Regions from separate parts of the Mus musculus genome. Here all the other regions are linked to region 2. The links are chromatin contacts, called in public HiChIP or PLAC-seq and promoter capture Hi-C maps. All regions are on one chromosome and are shown on one strand. Each heading gives the region's core, a stretch centred on a gene start, on an enhancer-like site or on the middle of the called end of the contact. The rest is flanking DNA. Distances are from core to core; before and after follow the strand shown.

Region 1 (3,140 bases), core at 327-2,826, 750 kb after region 2:
GATCGCTCCGAACCCCCACTCGCTCCGGACTCCCGATCGCTCCGGGTCCCTGCTCGCTCCGGACCCCCGCTCGCTCCGGACCCCCGCTCGCTCCGGACCCCCACTCGCTCCGGACCTCCGCTCGCTCCTGACCCCCGCTCGCTACGGACTCCCGCTCGCTCCTGACCCCCGCTCGCTTCGGGTCCCCGCTCGCTCCGGATCCCCGCTCGCTCCGTGTCCACGCTCCCTCCGGACCCCCGCTCGCTCCGGACCCCCACTCGCTCCGGACCCCCGCTCGCTCCGGACTCCCGCTCGCTCCTGACCCCCGCTCGCTTCGGGTCCCCGCTCGCTCCGGATCCCCGCTCGCTCCGGATCCCTGCTCGCTCCGGACACCCGCTCGCTCCCGTTCCCCGCTCGCTCCCGTTCCCCGCTCGCTCCTGACCCCCACTCGCTCCGGACTCCCGCTCGCTCCGGACTCCCGCTCGCTCCGGACTCCCGCTCGCTCCTGACCCCCGCTCGCTTCGGGTCCCCGCTCGCTCCGGATCCCCGCTCGCTCCGGATCCCTGCTCGCTCCGGACACCCGCTCGCTCTGGACCCCCGCTCGCTCCCGTTCCCCGCTCGCTCCGGACCCCCACTCGCTCCGGACTCCCGCTCGCTCCGGACTCCCGCTCGCTCCGGACTCCCGCTCGCTCCGGACCCCCGCTCGCTCCGGATCCCTGCTCACTCCGGACCCCCGCTCGCTCTGGACCCCCGCTCGCTCCCGTTCCCCGCTCGCTCCGGACCCCCACTCGCTCCGGACCCCCGCTCGCTCCGGACTCCCGCTCGCTCCTGACCCCCGCTCGCTTCGGGTCCCCGCTCGCTCCGGATCCCCGCTTGCTCCAGATCCCTGCTCGCTCCGGACACCCGCTCGCTCTGGACCCCCGCTCGCTCCCGTTCCCCGCTCGCTCCTGACCCCCACTCACTCTGGACCCCCGCTCGCTCCGGACCCCCGCTCGCTCCGGACTCCCGCTCGCTACGGACTCCCGCTCGCTCCGGACTCCCGCTCGCTCCTGACCCCCGCTCGCTTCGGGTCCCCGCTCGCTCCAGATCCCCGCTCGCTCCGGATCCCTGCTCGCTCCGGACCCCCGCTCGCTCTGGACCCCCGCTCGCTCCCGTTCCCTGCTCGCTCCTGACCCCCACTCGCTCCGGACCCCCGCTCGCTCCTGACCCCCACTCGCTCCGGACCCCCGCTCGCTCCGGACTCCCGCTCGCTCCGGACTCCCGCTCGCTCCGGACCCCCGCTCGCTCCGGACCCCCGCTCGCTCCGGACCCCCGCTCGCTCCGGACCCCCGCTCGCTCCGAATCCCCGCTCGCTCCGGACCCCCACTTGCTTCGGACCCCCGCTCGCTCCGAATCCCCGCTCGCTCCGGACCCCCACTTGCTTCGGACTCCCGATCGCTCCGGGTCCCTGCTCGCTCCGTGTCCACGCTCGCTCCGTGTCCACGCTCGCTCCGGACCCCCGCTCGCTCGTGACCCCGGCTCGCTTCCTACCTGCGGTCGCTCCGGACCTGGGCTCGCTCCGTGCCCCTGCTCGCTGGCTTTGGACTCCTGCTCGCTCCGGAATCCCCCCCCCCCCCCCCTCAGGCTTGGTCTAGCTCTGGGCCATGCTGGTAGTTTCTTATGTAACTCACGGAAAGTCTTTTTTTTTTTTTCCTTTTTTCCTCCCTTCTATTGTAACAATCAGAATCTGAGTGTTACTTTGTGCCAGACATTGGGAACTTGCTCTTGTCGCCAACTCATTCTCTTAATGGGTTTCATTTCTTTGTGATGTCCTGGGCATGCTAGGCGGGTGCTCTACCACTGAGTTGCATCCCTGTGCTTCATCCAGGTAGGGATGTAGCATACATACATGCCCCATGGCTAGGTGTGAGGTTTAAGCACATTTCCAGAGAGTATGCACCATGCCCTTGGTCCTGTCCACTGCCCACTCTGAGCATCTGTCATAATGACTCAACCTGGGGCTGACAACTGGTCCCTTCCCCATGTCCATCCATTTGTTCCCTCCAGGACAAGAAGGACTTCGTTGACTTGCGGGTGAAACGTCTTCTGAAGGCAGGTGTCATATCTGCACTGGCCTGCATGGTGAAGGCAGACAGTGCCATCCTCACAGACCAGACCAAGGAGCTGCTGGCCAGGTGCAATCAGGGTGGGCTGGGGAGATTGGGAGGCAGAAGCCTGGGTGGAGGTGAATGGTAGAGACTAAGCCAGGGATGGAGAACAAAGAGAAGGCAGGTCACCACAGTTGAAAACTTGCATCTGGGAGGTCCTTTTAGTTACTTTTTTCTTAAAGATGAAGGGTAACCTAGGGGGAGGCAGGCAGGTTACATCACAGTGTAAATGCCATGACAGGGAAGCACAGTGGTTGGAGTCCAGGCAGTAGGTCCCAACCACCCAGACTAGAAGGTAAGAAGGTAAGTGGGTGGGCGTCCAGAAAGGCCTCCCGGTAGAGGTGATAACTCAATAGGGTCACAAAAGAAGAGAAGGGAAGGAAAAGGCATCAAGGATGGAGAGATAAAGAGTATAATTTGTTTTTTTCCTGCGGTATGTCTTAGTGTTATGAGTGGTGGTGGGATTAGGTGGGACCAGGGCCAGGAACAGGATAGACCCTGTCTACCCAGGAATGGGGGTAGGCATGGAGAGTTTCTCCTGGATTGGGGGTAGCAGGAAGCTGTTGGCTGATTCCAGAAATAGAAATGAGATGGATATTTGAGGTCTTGCTTGGTCTTATTCCTTGCCCCCACTTATTGCCACAACAGTCTCCTTTAAAGGTGGTCCATTCCAGGTAAGGGCATGCAGTCTGCCTTTCAAGGCTTCTTCTGTTGTTCTGGGGTTTCCTGGCTCTGACTGGCTTGTGTGTGGTTCCTGGAAGTGTGATACAGGAATTGTGAATATTCATTCTCTCTTATCATTGTCTCTGCAGGGTATTCCTGGCACTCTGTGACAATCCAAAGGACCGGGGCACCATTGTAGCTCAAGGTGGTGGCAAGGTAACTAGGCTAGATGAGGTCCTTGCTGTCTTAGAAGGTGATCTACTGGAAAGAAGCATGCGTGTGTGTGTGTGTGTGTGTGTGTGTGTGTGTGTGTGTGTGTGTGTGTTCATGTGCCTACTAATGCTACATGCA
Region 2 (2,931 bases), core at 62-2,561:
TACTGTGCTAGTACTTAAGCTCGGGGCTCTGGCCTCACATCCTAGAGGACCTGTTATCCCATCGCATGCAGGACATTGTAGTTCTTGGTTCACAGACATGGGGCTGGGTGAGGAACTCCACAAGGGCTCAGAAGGAAAAGGGGGTATTCCCAAAAAGTGGCTGGTCCACTCGCCCACACAATCTTCCACATTCCCATCCTTGGCCCTCCCCTCTTTCAGGGACCAGTAACCCCCAGTCTGCTGATTTGTACGCTCTCCTCCCACATCCCACCTTCAACATCCCTGTGTTCTAACCCTGGATCCTTCCTGTCTCGCTGTTCACAGAAACTTGCAGGTCCCCTGACCTCAGGTTGGTATTTTCCGAACAATCTAGAACATGGATTCCAGTTTATCCATACAGAAAACATCTTTAAGAGATATAATAGTTATCTGGCTGTTCACTCCTGTGGTCCTTCCTTCAGCCCCTGCCTGTCATCTGTCACACTGGAAATCAGTCTTAGTCCCTCCTCTGGACTTCAGGGATCCTAATTTGTTTTAAACAACCCCATAGGCCCTTCCAGTTGTCTGTAGGGTGAGGATCAAAATTATCTTCCACACACTAAAGCCACTTCATCTAGAAGGAGGAGGATGAAGAGGAGGAGGAGGAGGAGGAGGAGGAGAAAGGAGAAAGGAGAAAGGAGAAAGGAGAAGGGAGAAGGGAGAAGGGAGAAAGGAGGATGAGGAGGAAGAGAAAGGAGAAGGGAGAAAGGAGGAGAAGGAGAAGGAGAAGGAGAAGGAGAAGGAGAAGGAGAAGGAGAAGGAGAAGGAGAAGGAGAAGGAGAAGGAGAAGGAGAAGGAGAAGCTCCTCCCAGAACAGGGCCAGTCTTGGAACCCCATCAAGAGGATGCTGGCCCAGGTCTGTCTCTGCAGCCACCTAGTTCTAGGATTAGCAAAAGAATCAGAGGAATGGGTTTCAGGTCTGAGCTCCCCACCACGAAGTAGATGTGTGCTCCCAGTCCATAACCTTCCTCCACGCCCAGCGTCCCTATCCCATTACTGCCCGCCATTCATCTCCAGATAGGGACAGAAATGAAGCCAATGATGTCTAGGTAAGCTCTGTTCCCAGCCCAGAGTGCCTGCCTATACATCTCCCCTCCCTGGGCCCAAGCACTAGGACCCCATTACTCACTGCTCTTGCTGTCAACATCCTGTATCCACACGGCAGCCAGCAGCAGGCACATCAGTGCCATGGCAGTGGGTTTCATGGTGATAAGTTTCTGTCTCAAGCCTCTCTAGAGCAACCGCCGAATGTCTGGTGGAGCCAAGAACTCTCTCCTGCCTCACCCTGTACTGAGCTTTTATCAGAAGGCCCGGGGTGCTTTCCCAGACCATGGAGAAGAGGTGGGAGTCCCAGGGAAAAGGAACTCATACCCAATGGCCACATGGAAAACTCCTTTTCTCACCTCTCCTGGGAGGAGGGGGGCGTATTCGAGGTATGTTTGGGTGCCTAGTGGCCTTGGGAACTTCCCCAAGTGCAGAAGCAGATACCAATCTTTACGTTCTTGACAAAATACGTGGGAGCTGTCCTGGCTGAGTGGAAAGTCAAAAAAGGTGAGAGAGAGAGAGGAAGTGGCCCGTACACAGCTTGTCTAACCCACATCATTCCATTCAAAGCAGCTACAGGCCTTGGAGAAGGACAGAGCAGAGAAGGTACAATCTGCATCAAATGGAGCTTGTGTCTGGGTTCTGGCTCTGCCAATCAGCCATTGCACAAACTTCTCTAAGCTGCACATCCCTACAAAATGGAACTAGTAACACATCTCAAATCCGGGTGGTAAGAATGAAATGCAGAGCTGGGGAGATGGCTCAGTCAGCAAAGTACCTGCTACACAAGTGTGAGGACCAGAGTTTGATTCCCAGAACCCGCATACAGAGCAGGGGTAGTGGAATGATCTTGTAACCCCAGAGCTGGAGAGGCTGACCGGCTGATCCCTGGAGCTGCCTGGTTTGCCCGCTGAGCCTAGTTGGAGACCTCCAGGCCAGGGAGAGAACTTATCTCAAAAAGCAAAGTCGTTCACATGCACATAGACACATGTATGCACACCTACATACATGTACACACACACACACACACACATACACACACATACCACAGGTTGATCCTGTCTGTCTAACGTTTGGCCAACACATTTGCTATTAGTTTTATTTCTTTGTTCCCCAGCCCTTTCACAGCTTACTCTGATCCAGACCCTTGCTTGGTTACCCTTGGGACAATTGCCAATGGGGGCAAAGCCTGACCTGAGCCATCTTGCTTCAACCTATAGACAAGCCATGGAGAGCCATCCAACACAACAACGGCTCATTCAAGACAGATCTGTCATGTGGGGGGCACAGGAGAATGTTGGGGACACCCAGGGACTTCAGAGGACCCTTTCCAGACAGTGTTCTATAAGTACCATGTCCTGCAGGCTGCTGTGAAGACAGCACGTCAGGCAGGGGAAGGAGTCTGGAAAAGCCAAGTACAGAGGAACACCCTTCACTCAGCATCATGGAGAAAGCTAGAGCATGGGATGTAGATGCAGATGGGGTTGTGCAGCCAGATAAAAACAGTATATGCAGTGGGCAGTACTTGGGATAAGCAGCTCATAGGAGGCCCTCAAGAAAAAGCAGCTAAGCTTTCTGGCATTGGCATCATGGGGCCTATACACAGTGGGTTGGCTATGCTAACCTATGTTGACCTTAGCCTGTGCAACTGAAAAACCTTCAGTGTTTGTTGCCAACTGAGTGTAACTACTAGATAGTTAGAACTCTTCCCAAATAGTCAAGCTTCAGTCATCCATTTTGCTCTCCTATATCCACCATCTCATCCTTACTGTAACATCGACCTGACCACCTTCCCAGCCAACTCCCTCTGTGCCCAATCTGCTCATTTCAAACACCCTTCCTCCAATA
Region 3 (3,238 bases), core at 375-2,874, 890 kb after region 2:
GTGATAAATTGGTGATTAGGCCTTATCTGGGCCACCTGGCTTGAAGGTCTTTGACTCCAAGCCCTGGTGGTCAGGCCTTACCCTGGATATTTGACCTGTAACTCAAGATGAGAAGGCAACAAAGGAGCTAGTTCCTGGGAACATAGACTCAGCTGGACCCTGCCAGCCGATGGAGAACTTGTCCCCGAGGTGGCTGGACTCGGAGAGCTGTCTCCTTATAAATGCTCTCCTGGCTGCCTCCTTCCTTAAGCCTGGGCACTGCACTTTGTCCTTGATGGAGAAGTCCCCAGAGTTTGCTGCAGTTCTAATCCCAGACCTTTGGAGTTGAATTCCTTCTCACTGACTTTGGAACTGAACTGGAGCTCGGAGGAGGAGCTCGGAGGAGGAGCTCGGAGGAGGAGGAGGAGGAGGAGGAGGAGGGAGGAGGGAGGAGAGTGAAGAGGGGAGAGAAAGAAGAGAAGACTTCAGGCACACAGAGCATGGGCACTGGACTTTCTCCACCCAGCAGCTGCCTCTGTCCAGATGCTGCTCCTCCCTGGCTCCCCCACTTTCCCTACCCCTGTTCTTTTCTTCCTCATGTCCCTCAAAGCCCTGGTTGTTGGCTTGCCCTGGTCTCTGGCTAGTCTTGTGACATTCCTTAGGAACGGGAGGGTACAGTTCTGAGCAAGAGGTTGTGCTTGGGATACTGGAGGAGGGTGACTCATTGGACTCCCCCTAGCAACTTCTTCTTTCACCTCCTGACAAGTACAGAAGGAAAATTTTGTCTTTCTTCATTTTTGGTCTTCTTCATTACTGATGCAAATATTCTCCTTTACGTTTTTGCATGTTTCCATCAACCCACGAGAACTCCAGAAACCTCCTGTACTTTATTTCTTAAATTAGAGATTAAGAAAGAGATTCTAAAGGTCTCTGAGTCAGTTTCCTCAGAGCTGGTCTGGTGGTGACAGGCAATGAAACAGCCCACAGGGAAGAAAGAGCCCTGTTCTGGACCCTTAGGCTGGAGGGACAGTGGAGTTCTGGACCTCTGGAAGGGCAGTCAGTGCTCTTATCCACTGAACCATCTCTCCAGCCCTATTTCTTTTCTTTTCTTATCTTTTCTTTTTTAATATTTATTTTATTGGATATTTTCTTTATTTACATTTCAAATGTTATCCCCTTTCCTGGTCCTGGCCCCGGTCCTTCCTTCCTCCCCCAACTCCCTCTCCCATCCACCCCCAACTCCCTTTCCCTTCCCTCAAGCCCCCTCTCCCACCCCACCCCCCCTCCCCAATCAGTTTCTTAAGGCTGGTTAGGGAGGTGTTACTGTAACAAAGTAGCAAAAGAGGTGTACTGCTTTAGGGTAGCCCTGGGAATCCCATAGAGAGAAGGAATCTGCTGGCAGAGAGGATCCTGCTGTGCCCATCTTAAACCCGGGACTGGAGGGACTCTAAAGGCGTTAACAAGGGCACCTGCTCTTTTGAGCAAATGGACTTTGCTGCTTGGGAATGCCTGAGGCAGATAGAAATCTGACTAGTCAACTGTGAGCTTGTGTTACAGTCTGCCCAATAGAAAAGTGGAGGCAGGGCTTTCACTTCCTGGAGGGTGACAGTTCTGGGATTTCCAGTCTTCCACCAGTCTGTGCAATGCTTTAATGCAGCAAGGAACAAAGAACTCACATGGGCTTAGAGGTGAACACACAACCAGGGCTGCAGTTAGAACTCTTCCAAGTGCCAAAGCCCACCGGCGAAGACATCTGCTGGCCAGGACTTGTTGCAGACAGAGGGTCTTTCTCAGGTGACACTAGCCTGCTTTACCAAGACTGCTGACATGGGTACTAGACTTGAGGCAACTGAGCAAAGCAACCACAGAACTCAGAGGTAAGTAACCACAGACATATAGTCTACTCAAGTCCTACCCCTAATGTCATTTCTGTCCCTCACTTCCAACCCTGGGTACAGTCTAGTTGCTCTGGGACCATGGTTAGTTTCTGTCTCTACTGGCATCTTGGCTCCTTAGAGCCTTGGTAGCCCATTTTAACAAAGTGTTAACAAACCGGCTGTGAAGGGATTAGGCACCTGGTGAGCTGTCTGGGAGGGCAAATGCCTGTGTCTTCTTGGTTCAGGGGAGGACCAGGGAGAGAGCTTAGGTTCTGCTTGGCCTGAGCCTGAACTATTGAGGCAGACGGTGGGAGGATGAAAATGCAAGCCAGGCGTTGGGTACTTTTGGCAGGTCTGTGCCATGGTGTATCCCTGAGAAAATATGTCATGCAACAGATCTCGTGTAAGAGGTTTATTTGGGAGAGGAGAGTGAAAGGTGCCTCAGAGTTGAAACAGTAAGGAGGGAAAAGGGCAGACAGGCAGAGAGAGACATGGAAACACACAGGAGGTAAGGTTGAGAGAAATGAGAGCAGAGGAGGAGAAGGGGAGAGGAAGGGGGAGAGATATCTGTGGTGTGTGGGGCCCTTTTATCCACACACAGCAGGCACCTGGCACAGTTAGCAGGGGCAGGAGAAGAAATAAGCAGCCTCTAGTCCCTAGGAAATCAGGCTCCTGCTGGTCATCAGAGCATCTTGAGGGTTCCCCACTGGATCCTGTGGGAGGATAAGTAAATGTGTCTGAGCGACAGGAAGAAGGGGAACTGTATTCAAGATGAGAAACGAGATAGGTGCACTAGAGCCCTGAAAAGCTTATAATGTTCTCTTCCACCAACTGCCAAGCACTTTCAGAGGTGTGCAAAGAATTCTCCATCTCTTCTTTTCCTCCAAGAGGCAGCTACTACTGCTCCTGCCTCTGTGTTTGCCTGCCAATCTGCAGTGCCTGCATCTGGATGCCATGCTCTTTCCCTCTGAGGACAGCTAACAAGACACTTTAAATTCCAGACCAAAGTCTCTGAGAACTTTCTCTAGTCGACACTAGCATTTTGGGGGTTGGGGGGGTTGGGGGTTGGGGGGTTGGGGTGGGAGCGGCGGATGGGAGTCTGAATGGTAAAGCAGACCTAAAACTGCAGGGTGGTTAATGAGTTTACATGCCTGGGTTTGTAGATCACCCAGCCTTTTTTTTTTTTTTTGTGAAGGAACAAGTCTCAGATACATGCCTAAAAGATGCACATTTTAAACAATTGACAATTTTCCATAGTCACGGATGTACGAGTGCAATGGCCTGTATCCCAGGCTACCCCACAGCTCCTGTAAATGTGACTGCACAGAGACCTGTGATTTCTGAATTTCCCGGGGCTGGGGCATGTTGTGACCACTGTTCTT
Region 4 (3,004 bases), core at 172-2,671, 810 kb after region 2:
AAGGCACTAGAAGGGCTGGGGCAGTATACTGGGCAAAACAAATTGGGACTGGCCATCTTAGGCGGAATCAGGACAGAAAGGAAACAGGCTTTAGAAGGTGTGCTAGTTGGGAAACTGAAATCCCCGGATTTTAGGCTCTTTTCCATAGCTTCTGGATTATAAACCCTGGGTTAGATAGTAGCAATTATATTTCTGCCTCTTGGCTCCTTGCTCAGTTAAAGACAGTATCTTAGAGAGAGAGGGGTCGCTCAGTGGCATCTACAGAATCCCTTTCAACATTGTCATTTCAAGCTGTACCTTGGGGCCTAAAGCTTGTACTCTAACTTGCACCTACTAAGAGTAACAGGCTCTACCAGCTCAGAGACTTCCTGTTGAGATTGCCAGCCAGAGCAAGCTAGAGTGACAGAGACAGCCTCCCTCCCCCATCCCTTCACCCATCTGGGTCCCCCTTCTCCTGTGCTGGGCTGGTCAGTCTCTCACCCACTGGAATCATCCCCTTTCACTCCCAGGCCCCTCCAGTCCTCAGCACCTACTTTTAAAGGAACGTGTCGCCAAGTCTGAGAAAATATCCGGGTCTTCAGACAGGAGAGACACAGTGGTGCCACCCTGGCTTCTGGGCTGCTCAGGTTCCAGTTCTGGTGTGCTGGACCTCGGGGAAGGTGGAGGGGAGCTGAGGGTCTCACCAGGTCCTGGTCGCTCCGGATCCCAGAGCGCAGAGCGCGCGGAGGTGGCGTGGAATTCCCGCCTTTCCTTTTCACTGCCTGACTCTCCACCCACCCTCTCCCGCCCGCGGGCAGAGACCAATAGGAAGCCTTCTAAATACCGGGAAGCTTGAAACTCATATGTGCTTAATAAACTAAACTTTAATAATTCTGAACCTTAGCCATATTGGGCGTTCGGATTGTTCTTGGTGTTTTTAGTTTCTTTTGGTATCTGCTTTCTCCCCACTTCTTTCTTCCTCCTTCCTCCTAGCTCTTCCTATATCCCAGTGTTCTGTCACCGGCCCAAGTGTACCTATTTACCAACTAATTTATGGAATCTATTCATACGAATTACACAAGACAGCATAAAACTTGTTCGAAAGGAGATAAGCTCTTCTCCAGGCCCTTTCCTCTGGCACCGGGCCACCCTTCTGTCCCTGGCTCCCTTGAAGGTCGCAGCTCTGTGGCTCTCACTCACCACTTTCATTTTGTGAGAAAAGACTTTTGATCGCTGTTCCCTGGCCGGCTGGGAAAGCAGAATTTAGAAACAGGCAGGAATGTAAGTCTCCCTTTCCTTCCCGAACTCAGCCTCCGGCCCAGAATCTTCTGGTCTGTGGCCAGGTGGTGTTTCATTTGTGGACTGGTCGCCTGTCTGTGAGGTTCAGAGGAGCAGCCCCGGGTCTAGCATGGGTTTGGCTAGCAGTGGTCACAGCGAATTGGCTCAATTCTTCTAGTGGTTGGGTTACTTGTTTTTGGGAAAACGAAACTGCTCGGATTTTCTGGCCGGCTGCAGGCATGCTGCCAGACTGAGCTCACTGCTGGTTTTGATGAATCTGTCTTGCTGCCCTTTTTCCAGATAAGCCCCCATCCTTGGCTGTGGGCGGCTTCCTCCCTATAGCAAGAACTTACAGCCTTCTCAGCCTGAGGGGGTTCCCTGCTGTGGAAGGGCTGTTGAAGGAGCTCAGATTCATGCTGGTCTGGGGGAAGCAGAGTGAGAGTGAAGCTTTTGTGAGGATCTCACCTCCTGAGCTCAGAGTTGAGAACTAACCACTGTTAACCCCTGGTACTTGCAGATCTTCATCTGTTCTGTGTTCCTACTGCATGTACACTTGTTACACATGGTTAACACCGTTAACTGCATCAGGATGTGTATTCTAGTTAAAAACCTGTTTTTCCATGGTTCCAAACTTCCCCTTTCAGTATATTTTCTTACCACCATAGTCCTTTTTCTTTAAAATTCTAATTTTCCAGATTGTACAGTGTTGAATGAAAAAGACTGTCATCCTAGAATTCAATACACACTGTCAACCTAGAATTCAACACACACACACACACACACACACACACACACACACACACACACACACACCACTTCACCTAGTGGATAGAAACTAATGATGTCCTTTTCTGGTGAAACAAAACAATTCAGCAAGGGCTTGGTCACCAGGAGACCTTTGTCACAAAAAATGTTAAAGGCTGATGGAAATTTGTACCAGAGTAACACTTAGAGTCACATGAATAAAACCAGTACTACAGGAGTAATTAAGTGAATATTAAAAGGTAATTTATCTTTTTCAGTGTTCAAAAATTACTGAAAAGATAAAGATACAACTATATTATGGTGCTTATAAAATGTAGAAATACAAAACTGTGATAATTACGGGGGCTGGGAAGATGGCTCAGAGACTCTGAGCACACTCTTGTGGTTGACCTGGGTTTGAGTCCCAACACCCACCTTTGGCTCAGGGACCCCGTAACTCCAGTTCCAGGGAGTCAATGTCATTGGCCATGTTGAACACTTGCTCTCAGATGCATGTACCCTCCTGTACTGGCTAGTTTTGTGTCAACTTGACACAGCTAGAGTTATCACAGAGAAAGGAACTTCAGTTGAGGAAATGCCTCCATGAGATCCAACTGTAAGGCATTTCCTCAATTAGTGATCAAGGGGGAAAGGCCCCTTGTGGGTGGGACCATCTCTGGGCTGGCAGTCTTAGGTTCTATAAGAGAGCAGGCTGAGCAAGCCAGGAAAAGCCAGCCAGTAAAGAACATCCCTCCATGGCCTCTGCATCAGCTCCTGCTTTCTGACTTGCTTGAGTTCCAGTCCTGACTTCCTTTGGTGAGGAACAGCAGTATGGAAGTGTAAGCCGAATAAACCCTTTCCTCCCCAACTTGCTTCTTGGTCATGATGCAGGAATAGAAACCCTGACTAAGACACCTCCTGTGTTGGAGTGAAGTTTTTGTGTACCACATATAGAGACTATCCTTGTGTTAAGCAAATGCTAATTTCCATCCTGACAGAGATC
Region 5 (3,020 bases), core at 198-2,697, 840 kb after region 2:
AAGTAAGAGTGGAACACACAAGACACTAGAAGGGCTGGGGCAGTACACTGGGCAAAACAAATTGGGACTGGCCATCTTAGGCAGAACTGGGACAGAAAGGAAACAGGCTTTAGAAGGTGTGCTATTTGAGAAACTGAAATCCCAGGGTCTTAGGCTCTTTTCCATAGCTTCTGGATTATAAACCCTGGGTGAGATAGTAGCTATTCTATTTCTGCCTCTTGGCTCATTGCTCAGTTAAAGACAGTATCTTAGAGAGAGGGGTCGCTCAGTGGCATCTGCAGAATCCCTTTCAACATTGTCATTTCAAAGCTGAACCTTGGGCCTAAAGCTTGTACTCTAACTTGCACCTACTAAGAGTAACAGGCTCTACCAGCTCAGAGACTGCCTGTTGAGATTGCCAGCCAGAGCAAGCCAGAGTGACAGAGACAGCCTCCCTCCCCCATCCCTTCACCCATCTGGGTCCCCCTTCTCCTGTGCTGGGCTGGTCAGTCTCTCACCCACTGGAATCATCCCCTTTCACTCCCAGGCCCCTCCAGTCCTCAGCACCTACTTTTAAAGGAACGCGTCGCCAAGTCTGAGAAAATATCCGGGTCTTCAGACAGGAGAGACACAGTGGTGCCACCCTGGCTTCTGGGCTGCTCAGGTCCCAGTTCTGGTGTGCTGGACCTCAGGGAAGGTGGAGGGGAGCTGAGGGTCTCACCAGGTCCTGGTTGCTCCGGATCCCAGAGCGCAGAGCGCGCGGAGGTGGCGCGGAATTCCAGCCTTTCCTTTTCACTGCCTGACTCTCCACCCACCCTCTCCCGCCCGTGGGCAGAGACCAATAGGAAGCCTTCTAAATACTGGAAAGCTTGAAACTCAGAAACTAAACTTCAATAATTGTGAACCTGAGCTATATTGGGCGTTCGGATTGTTCTTGGTGTTTTTAGTTTCTTTTGGTCTCTGCTTTCTCCCCACTTCCTCTTTCCTCCTTGCTCGTCCTAAATGCTAGTGTTCCCTCATGGACCTATCTGTCTGCATCTATATACCGACTAATCAATCTGTTTATGGGATCTTTTCATACAAATTACACAAGACAGGATAAAATTTTTTCAAAAGGAGATAAGCTCTTCTCCAGCCCCTTCCCTCTGGAGCTCTTCTCCAGCCCCTTCCCTCTGGAGCCGGGCCTCCCATCTTTCCCTGGCTCCCTTGAAGGTCACACCTGGACCCTCACTCACCACTTCCAGTGGAGTTCTCTTGATCCCTGTTCCCTGGCCACCTTGGAAAGCAGAATTTGGAAACAGACAGGAATGTAAGTCTCCCTTTCTTTCCAGAAGCCAGCCTCCTGACAAGATCCTTCTGGTCTGTGGCCGGGTAGTGTTCCACTTGTGGACTAGTCACCTGCCTGTGAAGTCCAGAAAAGCAGCCCTGGTTCTACTGTGAGTTTGGCTAGCAGTGGTAACAGCGAACTGGCTCAGTTCTTCTTGTGGTTGCGTTACTTGCTTTTGGGGAAAACGAAACTGCTCAAATTTTCTGGCCAGCTGCAGGCATGCTGCCAGATTGAGCTCACTTCTGGTTTTGAAGGATCTGACTGTCTTGCTGTGTTTCCAGCTAAGCCCCCATTCTTAGCTATTCGTGGGCCTCCTCACTGTAGCAAGGACTTATAGCCTTCTCAGCCTGAAGGGGTTCCCTGCTGTGGAAAGGACAATCAAAGAAAACATAATATTTCATATAGTGGGATTTTTTTAGGGTTAAGCAAATGTATAAGAACTCTACCGAACAGTGTTAGAACGGTGGCATAGCTAGAAGAGGAAACACGAAGCGTTCACTCACTGGAAACTGAGCTTAGGTAAGAAAGGAGCAGGTTATATCTGTGAAAGCTTACATCTGAACTTATGATCCTTTATCGTGAAGTCTGTAAGAAGTCTGGCAGTCTTACCTAGTTAAATAATGTACTAATGAGCACACACAGTGGTGGATTCCCTTAGGGTAAGGAGCTACGTCTGTTTTCTAGCTGTCAAGCTACAGTTACCTTAGCTATCAATGGAGTCAGAAATCTGAAAATAAAGTATAATCTAGGAGTCATGTATTAATTAAAATGACAGAGTTTCATGTACGGTTCACTACATAAACAGCTCCCAGGTACTTGAGGTCTCCATGGCATCTTGGGCAGAGTCAGTCTAGATTTCAAGGCCAAAAGACAAAAACCTTTTTTTCTGTGGAGTTAGATATGTGTGAAATGAGAAATGACCCACCTTGGCTTAGGCAATATGAGGCATTTGACTCTCAGGGTATCCTGTTTGTCCACAGTGTAAACCAAGCCGTAGCAGCAGCCAAGACTAGTAGACTCTTGTGTCCTTTTTTCCTTGGAGAACATAAAAGATAACTCTCAGGCTTTGGGAGTCTCTGTCTGTCATGAGCTTAAAAATTAATACATTTAGCAGATTTCTGACAAGTTTGACAGTAGTCTCTATTGAGCATATCTGAGTTAGACGACCTGTGATTGCTTAATTACTTGTTTGAGAATGTACTAGCAAATAGGGTACACTATAACTTAATGGCAGTTAAGAAATAAGGGTAAACATATATTTATAAAAGACAGTGATCTTTAACCTCATATTGTTTACAAATCATTATTTACTAAGGCAGGATAGAACAAAAACCTTATCTTGTTAAGTGACTTTGACAGGTTGTATCAGTAGATAAAAACACATGAAGAGATACACACCCAAAGAGACAAATGACAGAGTTTTGTCTAGTGTACACATGGCTTCGAGTTGATGTGGACCAGAATGGAAAGAAATCAGAGGGCTGACAGCAGTGGCTTGAGGGCGTGGTGGGGCCAGGGGCGAGGGGAGGTCAGAAAGCAAGTGTGTTAGGGCAGCTTCAGGCCAGTGCCACAAGTGCCACGTGTGGGTGCTCAGGCTGTGCAAACAGGCCAAATGAATAGGGAAACAGAGGAGCCCCAGCTCTAGGCTGCAGACTATGGGCAAGCAGAGCTGATTCCCCAGGAAAAAAACTGAGAATGAAATGGAGAGCATCAG
Region 6 (3,381 bases), core at 397-2,896, 940 kb after region 2:
TCCTGCTGTTGAGTAGACAGAACTGGAGGATCTGGAATATTCATGTTTGCTTGTGTTTAAATTGTTTTTAGCCAACACATAAAATAGTGTACTGGTTACAGCTTCCCACACAATGCCATTGTACTGACAGTCACCTCCCCTTTTTCCTCCCCTCTTCTTCCTCTTCTCTTCTGATGGTTACCTTACTCATCCCACAGTCGCCCTCTGGTGTCCATGAATATACGTGTATATACAGATCTGGATTTTGCAAATTAGAGAAACATGCAATATTTGTCATTTGTGGCTACTCCAGCTTCTCTCATTTCTTTTTCCTCCTCCCTTTAGATACCTTCTTCAAGCAACAGTGTGAAATTCCATAGAGGTGAGATGCTAGGCATATTTGCATTTCCAGGTCATTTTCTTCAGCACAGTGAGTGTTTCCTCTTCACTTCTGTTTTCATTCCTGGAAAGGACATGATTTCACTTTTCTTTACATCTGAATGGCATTTCACTATGCATGTATGAGTATGCATATACCACATAAGTAAAGCATTCATACCAGTATATATTTTGCAACATCTGAGATTCTACTGAAACTTCAAGGATTCTAGAAAATGAGAAATTCTGATGAGTCAAGTGTTGTAAGGTCCAAAACTTGCAATGATGTCCAATAGGTGTGCAAGGGCACTGGATACAAGTTTGTGTTGGCAGATCAAGTTTAGGTTCGAGGTCTTAGGCACCATTTCCTTCTGAGGTCCCAGAAGCTCAGGAACATAAGAGTGGCGGGAAAGTCCAGAAGATAACAGAATGAATGTGGCATTGTCCTAACAACAGTATGTCACAAAAGATCCAAACCCAACTGCAACAAATTAACATTCATACTTATAGGTGTTAAGGTGGGGTAGGAAGTAGGGCATCTTGTTACTGATCCATTTCCCTTGAACTGGGGTGTCTTGAGTAAGGGTGCTGGAGTCACCCCCAGTCTCCACACCTGCCTGAGGCTGATGGTGGAGAGGCACCCACAGCTGGGTTTCTGAGGGACCTCTGCTGCTCCCTTGCCTCCTCGCTCCTATCACTTTTCCCAGGCTTGTCCTTTCTGCTCACTCCCTTCATTTTCTCTCCTCTCAACTCTACAGCCTTGTCTTTCTTCTCATAGCTGGCTTTTTGGATCTAAAATGCACTGAGCCAGGGAAACTTATATTACCAAAATTATCAAAAGAGAGGGCACAAAGAAAGAGCTGGTGAGTCTTGTCCGCTTGGGTTGCCCTTGGAACCTCCCATAGAAACCCATCTTCCCAAAGAGTTAGGAGATGCAGCTTGCACCTTGTGAGCCAGCATCCTACTCTGCCTCCCCTGGCTCAGCTTCCCTCTCCAATCATCTTCCTCCCTGGAGAGGCTTCAACAGGTGCTCATGCTGTGCCTAGTGTCACCTGCTCTTCTGAGGGTCAGGACAGCAGCAGCCGCAGCTTTGCCCTGGGGATTTGAGTGACGCTGTAAAGGTTAAGTTCAAAAGTCTAGAAGCCTTGTTCTTCAGTTCTGACAGGTGGAGTGGCAATCACAGAGGGGATGAAAGAGCTGAAGGAGATGTCTCACACTTCCTGGAGTGACATCAACCAATGAAACCGGGGTTCTCCAAAACTGAAATCGGGACCTAGAGAGGATGAAACAGTGCAATCCACTAAGGTCGGTCAAGACAAAAGCCGAGAGCAACCACAGGCACTGTAGCTCATCCCTCAAATCCAAGTGCTGAGAAGGACTTCTGGAGACAGCCACCACTCCCACTGCTGTGGGTGTCTCAAGCTTTTGCCTTACTTCCTCTGGCCCGCAAGTGTCCACAGCACAGCTAGCTCACAGCTAGCTCGCAGTTGACTTCAAGCAGCTGAGGGAACGTGCTCAGTAGAGCAGCTTAGGTAAGTGAGCCATCCTCCATGGCCGCCGCCTCTGTCGCAACCTCTCTGTCCCAGTGCCTACCAAGAATGCATTCTGCGGGCTGTGGGATGATGTGGGGCTGCCAGTACAACCCAGAGCTCTAAGGACAACCCTGGCTGCTTTGGTGCTTCTCTAGGAACTCTGGCTCCTTGGGACCTTCATAGCCTCCATCACTGGCTGAGGAGGACTTAGATACTAGGGGAGTGTGGGATGAGAGAAAAATCCCTCCCTCGGTCTGCGTAGATTGGGCTACTTACAGATCCAGATAGAAGGTTCTGAAATAATCCAAGAGGGTGTATGAAGTAGGAGTTACTGAGGCAAGCCCCTCTGAAGGTGCTCCATCTTCTTGAAGACATGACCCTGTGGAAAGGTATGGGGAAATTGCCCTTAAACAATGAAGAACTCCACTCTGGAACTAAGTAGATCTAAGAACCTCAGACCCTGGAGGTTTTTCCCTAGAAAACAAGAGCATTGCTCTCCCAAGCAAGAGGCAAAGCAGCATCCTAGCTGGAAATGCTCTACAGCTGTTTCTCAAGAGCTTTTCCCACTCTTGTGTCCTCATTCCGTGCCTTCCTACCAATTGGCATTGCTTACAGAAGTAGGGTTGCCTGCCTGATTGTCATCTGTTTTCCACCAAAGATAAAAACAGCAATTTTTTTTATTTCAGTGCTCAGAATTTTCTCCAGTGAACACTATAAAGAATTTTGAAAGAAACTACTAATATTTAAAACCAACTCATTGCTTCTGGGATATCAGGGAGTTTCGTGTAGGTATTAAAATTTGGTGAGCCTCAGAGTCCAGCTTAGTTGTTAAAGACCATTTTCTGGATAGATGCCCCCAGGGAGCATTTGAATCATAGAAATGTTTTTTGTAGTCACAGGTGTTGTATTGAGATAGACCAGGTCCCAGGCTATCCCACAGACTCTCTATAAATGATTCCACTGCAGTTCTCCTGAGTTCCAAATTTGCCAGTGAATATGCATCCTCCATCAGCACATTAATGTGAGATGTGGATCCTGTTGTTGTTGGGGAGTGAACCAGGGGTGCTGTCTTGGGACAGGACCTGATTAAGGTAGCGCTGGATGGGAAGGGCAGGGAGGGAATAAGTAGCAGAGACTGCTTTCAGCGCATAGAAGAGGGTGGGGCTGCACGTTCCATCTGGGCAGAAATGAAAGTGCTTTTCATGTAAACTTACTAGAGTTTCAGTTTTGTTTTTGTCTGGCTTTCATGTCTCCTCCCTACTTATACCCCCTACCTCCATACCTACCCAGCAAGGAGACTGTAGCAGAAAGATCTTGCCCAGAATATCTTCCAGGTTGTTTTCCAACTCAACTCTGCAAGAGCTGAGATGACAGGTTTGCACCACCTCCTTGGCTCCCTGCTTCCTTTTGCAGTGATGGTGAACATGTCTCCAGGCAATCCATCAGCAAAAATGGTCTCAACTCTGGAGCAGCCCTCCCATGGAAGAAGGAG
Region 7 (3,355 bases), core at 501-3,000, 690 kb after region 2:
GGATCCCAGTGTAAAGAGTCAGGATCACAGCTAATCAATATAAGAACTTTTTTGTTTTTTGGTTGGATTTTCCAAGACAGGGTTTCTCTATAGCCCTGGCTGTCCTGGAACTCACTCTGTAGACCAGGCTGGCCTCAAAATCAGAAATCCGCCTGCCTCTGCCTCCCAAGTGCTGGGATTAAAGACGTGCGCCACCACTGCCCGGCCTAAGAAGTTTTAATGTACTGGGCTCTGTGATTAAACATTAAGGTGAGTGTGTATCCTCTGTTACATGGACATCTTTGAACACCATCAAGTTATTAATTAGCCCTGACACATCAATCTGCTACTGTCCTCCAATAAACCACAACTTTTTAACTGTACTCTGGAGTCCAGAATTAGCAAATATGAAATTTTACAAACAGTTGCTAACATTAGAAAGAATGGGGGGGGGGGGGAGAGGAGGGAAGGATAAGGAAGCTGCCACAAAGGAAATATACGGCCAGTTTTGGTCTTAGAACTCTACAAACTGCCCAGGACATAGTCCCCTTCCATTCCTAGAAAAATGCCACAGTATTCGAACAGCCTTGCCCACATTTCAGTATACTGAACTGTCAAGGCAAGAACCACCATGCAGCTCTCAAAAGTGGCGACAGGAAGTCTCTCGGTTCTCCAAGCCACCAGCCAAAACATACATAAGGAGGTTACTATTTTCTTGGAAGGCCACACGCATCCTGGGGTGTTTGTTCATGCGTCACTCTAGCCTTTAACCAGGGCACAGAGTGTGAGTTGTGGGTAAAACCCCATTTCCGAGCTAAGAATAATCTTCCCCGTGGTGGACTGAGAGGAATGTGGAAATCTTCCTCGATTACACAACAGCACCCCCCCACCCCCATGACAGCTTTAAAAAAAAAAAGAAAAAAGGAAGAAGTACGCTGCTGTTGTTTTTTTCTACCGGTCTTAAATCGGAGCTCAAACAGACGCCAGGAAAGGCTGTGGACTCCCCTGATCTACCCAGACTTCCCCATGCCCGGTCAAATGTCTCCTGGGCAGCCAGCTGGAGAGGGGCCCTACTTCCCTCTGAGTCTCGGCCAGGACCACACAGTGGCGACCTAACACACGTCGGGGACAGAGGTCGACTCCCAAGAGGCAGACAGCAGACTCTGGCAGGGAGGAGGGAGGAGGGGAGAGCAGCATCCCAAACTTCCCATCTAACCTCCAAACTCCGAATCTCCAGGGTCCTCCTGGTAGAGAGCCAGTGCCGCCAAAGCTCTGCCTCTGTAGACGGTTTTCTGTCCTACAGAAATGCATCCTTCCCCAGGACCTACCGGGTTCTTACGACACTTGGGTACAAGTTGAGGACACACGTCCCGGGTTACGGCGCACACAGACGAAATGCTTTGCGGCACTTTCATGGGACAGGTGTGGGGTGACCTGGCGGTGGGGAGTTCCTGGAAAGGGCTGCCCCACTCCCGGAGCGCAGCTGGATCCTCACACCCCCCGGAGCACAGCCTGAAGCACCGGATCCTCCAGCCCAACCCGCCACAGCCACAGCCACCGCCTCCTCACCTGCCGCGGACGCTGCCGGGCCACACCTGGGACGGCAGAGGCCAGATCCCGACCGCGGCCACTCAGGCAGCGGGGCTGCGGGGTCTGCGGCCGCCGCAACTCCACGCCTGAGGGGCGCCCGGGTGCCCGAACCACATCCTCACGGGCGGCCCCAGGAAGTCCACCCCCACTAACCCAGTCCCCCGCGGCTCGGCGTGGGCCCCGCCCGTCCAGCGTGCGGCCCCGCCCTCCCGGCTTGCGGCCCCGCCCTCCACCCCACCCCCGCGGGAGCGCACGCCCCCGCCACCATAGAGAGGAATCGGGCGCGCGGCGGTCTAGAGTGCAAGCCTCCGCGAGCGCCCTCTGTCGGAGCCCGGCTAGGTGTGGAGTCCCCAGTCTAGGCCGAGCCAACCAATCCCTTATGTGGTGATCTTGAGCAAGTCCCTTAAGATCACTAACTAGCTTTATAGTAAAGTTTGAATATTGAACCCTTGATTTCATGTTTCATCGTACCCGACAGATTTCCAGAACCCCAGACTCATCTAATTTATTAAGTTTCTTGGCGATATTAAAAGCCAATTCAGTGGGGCATCATAACCTGTCTTTTCCTCCTTGGATAAGCTACTTTCATGTTAGGAAGGTGGGGACACAGCTGAGAAAGGTTGCAGTACAATAAAAACGACTGCTAAGAAACCACCCAGCCATCGTTCATCACCCGTGCACCTTTTGGCAGGCACTTAACCTTTCCAATATCTTCCCCATCCCAGAAAGGCCGGTTGGGCCCGCACATTAAATGAGATAATGCACAAAGGCCTTAGTAAAGCATAAAACACCAGGGTAGCATAGGGGATCATTAGCCAGTGATCTAAGAAGATGCCTAGTCACGGAAGTCATATAAATGCTAATTCTTCTGGCTGGTGTCTAGTGACATCATTTTCTTATGCTTCAGGTTCCCATCAAAGACCTCTCAGAGTTTTCCTGAGCAATTTGTATTTTGATTTATTCAATATTTTGGTGCTTGGGATTTTTGTACATACTAGACAAGTGCTCTACCACAGTGCTACCCCTTGTATTTTAAAATAAAGACTATCAGAAGGGAACCAGAGCTAAAATATGTGCATCCGTACCAGACTCACTTTATAAGCCCTTTGCTATTTCCAGTTCTCAGAACACCCCAGCACGCTCTGTACTGTTATATGCTTGTTATCAACAAGGATCTACATTTTAAGTAATTTTCGAGCTTCCACACAGAGAAAAGCAGAACTCAGATGCAAAACTCTTTCTTTCTCCAACCTGGAGTGTACAGGGAGCCCCGCCTTCTAAGGACCCCTGGCACCTGAGTTGGATGTTCGCCCCTTGCCCCTTTCTCCTGCCTGCTTATTTCTGCAGCTTCGCTTTGCTGCAGTTCCCTATGAGCTCCGCTTCTCTCCGGACTTTTTCCTCCACAAAGGTGTATATCATTTTCTCCCTTCCCTTTCTGGTTTCCGTTCCTTTGACGCACCAACATTGTCCATCCTCTGATATTTCTGAAATGGGTCTGAGCGCCGTGCTGGAGACACAGGTTCTTCACCACACTGTCCATCTCTGGATATGAATGATAGCCACAGACATGTAATAGGTCCAAAACAGAAGTGAAAGGAGATCCAGACCTGCGATTTTTGTTGTTGTTGTTGTTAACTCACAACCAGAGTGCCCAGTTCTGAAAAGGAAGTGCACTTACCCCCCACCCCACCCCACCCCACCCCCAGTCGGACGATAATCAGGGCCTGAATTCATGGTATCCAACAGAAATCCTTTTTTCAGGGCCCTCTGGTCCATATTGTGGCTA

The links. Promoter capture Hi-C pulls out the DNA fragments that hold promoters and counts their contacts. HiChIP or PLAC-seq counts read pairs in DNA pulled down with a chosen protein or histone mark.
Region 1: an H3K4me3 HiChIP or PLAC-seq map of craniofacial prominence shows a contact between it and region 2, with 6 times the contacts expected there. The contact joins the promoter of Unc45bos here to the promoter of Ccl1 in region 2. A contact is called at or near these places in 1 of 115 datasets of contacts at active chromatin or transcription factors (craniofacial prominence) and 1 of 9 other capture datasets (adipose tissue).
Region 3: a contact with region 2 is called in a promoter capture Hi-C map of liver, with 4 times the contacts expected there. The contact joins the promoter of Slfn2 here to the promoter of Ccl1 in region 2. A contact is called at or near these places in 2 of 39 promoter capture datasets (hippocampal neurons and liver).
Region 4: a promoter capture Hi-C map of liver shows a contact between it and region 2, with 4 times the contacts expected there. The contact joins the promoter of Slfn9 here to the promoter of Ccl1 in region 2. A contact is called at or near these places in 3 of 39 promoter capture datasets (the 3T3-L1 cell line and liver) and 1 of 115 datasets of contacts at active chromatin or transcription factors (large pre-B cells).
Region 5: a contact with region 2 is called in a promoter capture Hi-C map of liver, with 5 times the contacts expected there. The contact joins the promoter of Slfn8 here to the promoter of Ccl1 in region 2. A contact is called at or near these places in 4 of 39 promoter capture datasets (the 3T3-L1 cell line, cranial neural crest and liver).
Region 6: a contact with region 2 is called in a promoter capture Hi-C map of liver, with 4 times the contacts expected there. The contact joins the promoter of Slfn1 here to the promoter of Ccl1 in region 2. A contact is called at or near these places in 4 of 39 promoter capture datasets (embryonic stem cells, hippocampal neurons, liver and 1 more).
Region 7: a contact with region 2 is called in an H3K4me3 HiChIP or PLAC-seq map of embryonic forebrain, with 6 times the contacts expected there. The contact joins the promoter of Rffl here to the promoter of Ccl1 in region 2. A contact is called at or near these places in 3 of 39 promoter capture datasets (cranial neural crest, frontonasal cranial neural crest and second pharyngeal arch cranial neural crest), 2 of 15 datasets of contacts at CTCF or cohesin (the NIH/3T3 cell line and pro-B cells), 7 of 484 Hi-C or Micro-C datasets (the HPC-7 cell line, cerebellum, cerebral cortex and 3 more) and 8 of 115 datasets of contacts at active chromatin or transcription factors (bone marrow-derived macrophages, embryonic basal ganglia, embryonic forebrain and 5 more).

What each region holds. Positions count from the first base shown.
Region 1 is chr11:82,931,807-82,934,946 of GRCm38.p6, forward strand. It overlaps Unc45bos (unc-45 myosin chaperone B, opposite strand), which reads right to left and starts at 1,577. Exons shown (of 2, transcript NR_167696.1): 1 at 1,510-1,577. Unc45b (unc-45 myosin chaperone B) reads left to right here. Exons shown (of 20, transcript NM_178680.4): 14 at 2,026-2,153; 15 at 2,939-3,005.
Region 2 is chr11:82,178,501-82,181,431 of GRCm38.p6, forward strand. Ccl1 (chemokine (C-C motif) ligand 1) reads right to left here and starts at 1,312. Exons shown (of 3, transcript NM_011329.3): 1 at 1,169-1,312. The coding sequence starts at 1,244.
Region 3 is chr11:83,063,488-83,066,725 of GRCm38.p6, forward strand. Slfn2 (schlafen 2) reads left to right here and starts at 1,625. Exons shown (of 2, transcript NM_011408.1): 1 at 1,625-1,856. The coding sequence starts at 1,807. It overlaps Gm20234 (a long non-coding RNA gene), which reads right to left. Exons shown (of 2, transcript XR_388923.4): 2 at 2,254-2,569.
Region 4 is chr11:82,990,409-82,993,412 of GRCm38.p6, forward strand. Slfn9 (schlafen 9) reads right to left here and starts at 1,422. Exons shown (of 5, transcript NM_172796.2): 1 at 1,180-1,422.
Region 5 is chr11:83,019,363-83,022,382 of GRCm38.p6, forward strand. Slfn8 (schlafen 8) reads right to left here and starts at 1,448. Exons shown (of 6, transcript NM_181545.4): 1 at 1,215-1,448; 2 at 551-666.
Region 6 is chr11:83,115,174-83,118,554 of GRCm38.p6, forward strand. Slfn1 (schlafen 1) reads left to right here and starts at 1,647. Exons shown (of 2, transcript NM_011407.2): 1 at 1,647-1,889. It overlaps Gm51911 (a long non-coding RNA gene), which reads right to left. Exons shown (of 3, transcript XR_003949745.1): 1 at 3,176-3,381; 2 at 2,166-2,268; 3 at 1-1,630.
Region 7 is chr11:82,869,460-82,872,814 of GRCm38.p6, forward strand. Rffl (ring finger and FYVE like domain containing protein) reads right to left here and starts at 1,751. Exons shown (of 7, transcript NM_001007465.3): 1 at 1,549-1,751. It also overlaps a transcript of Rad51d not described here.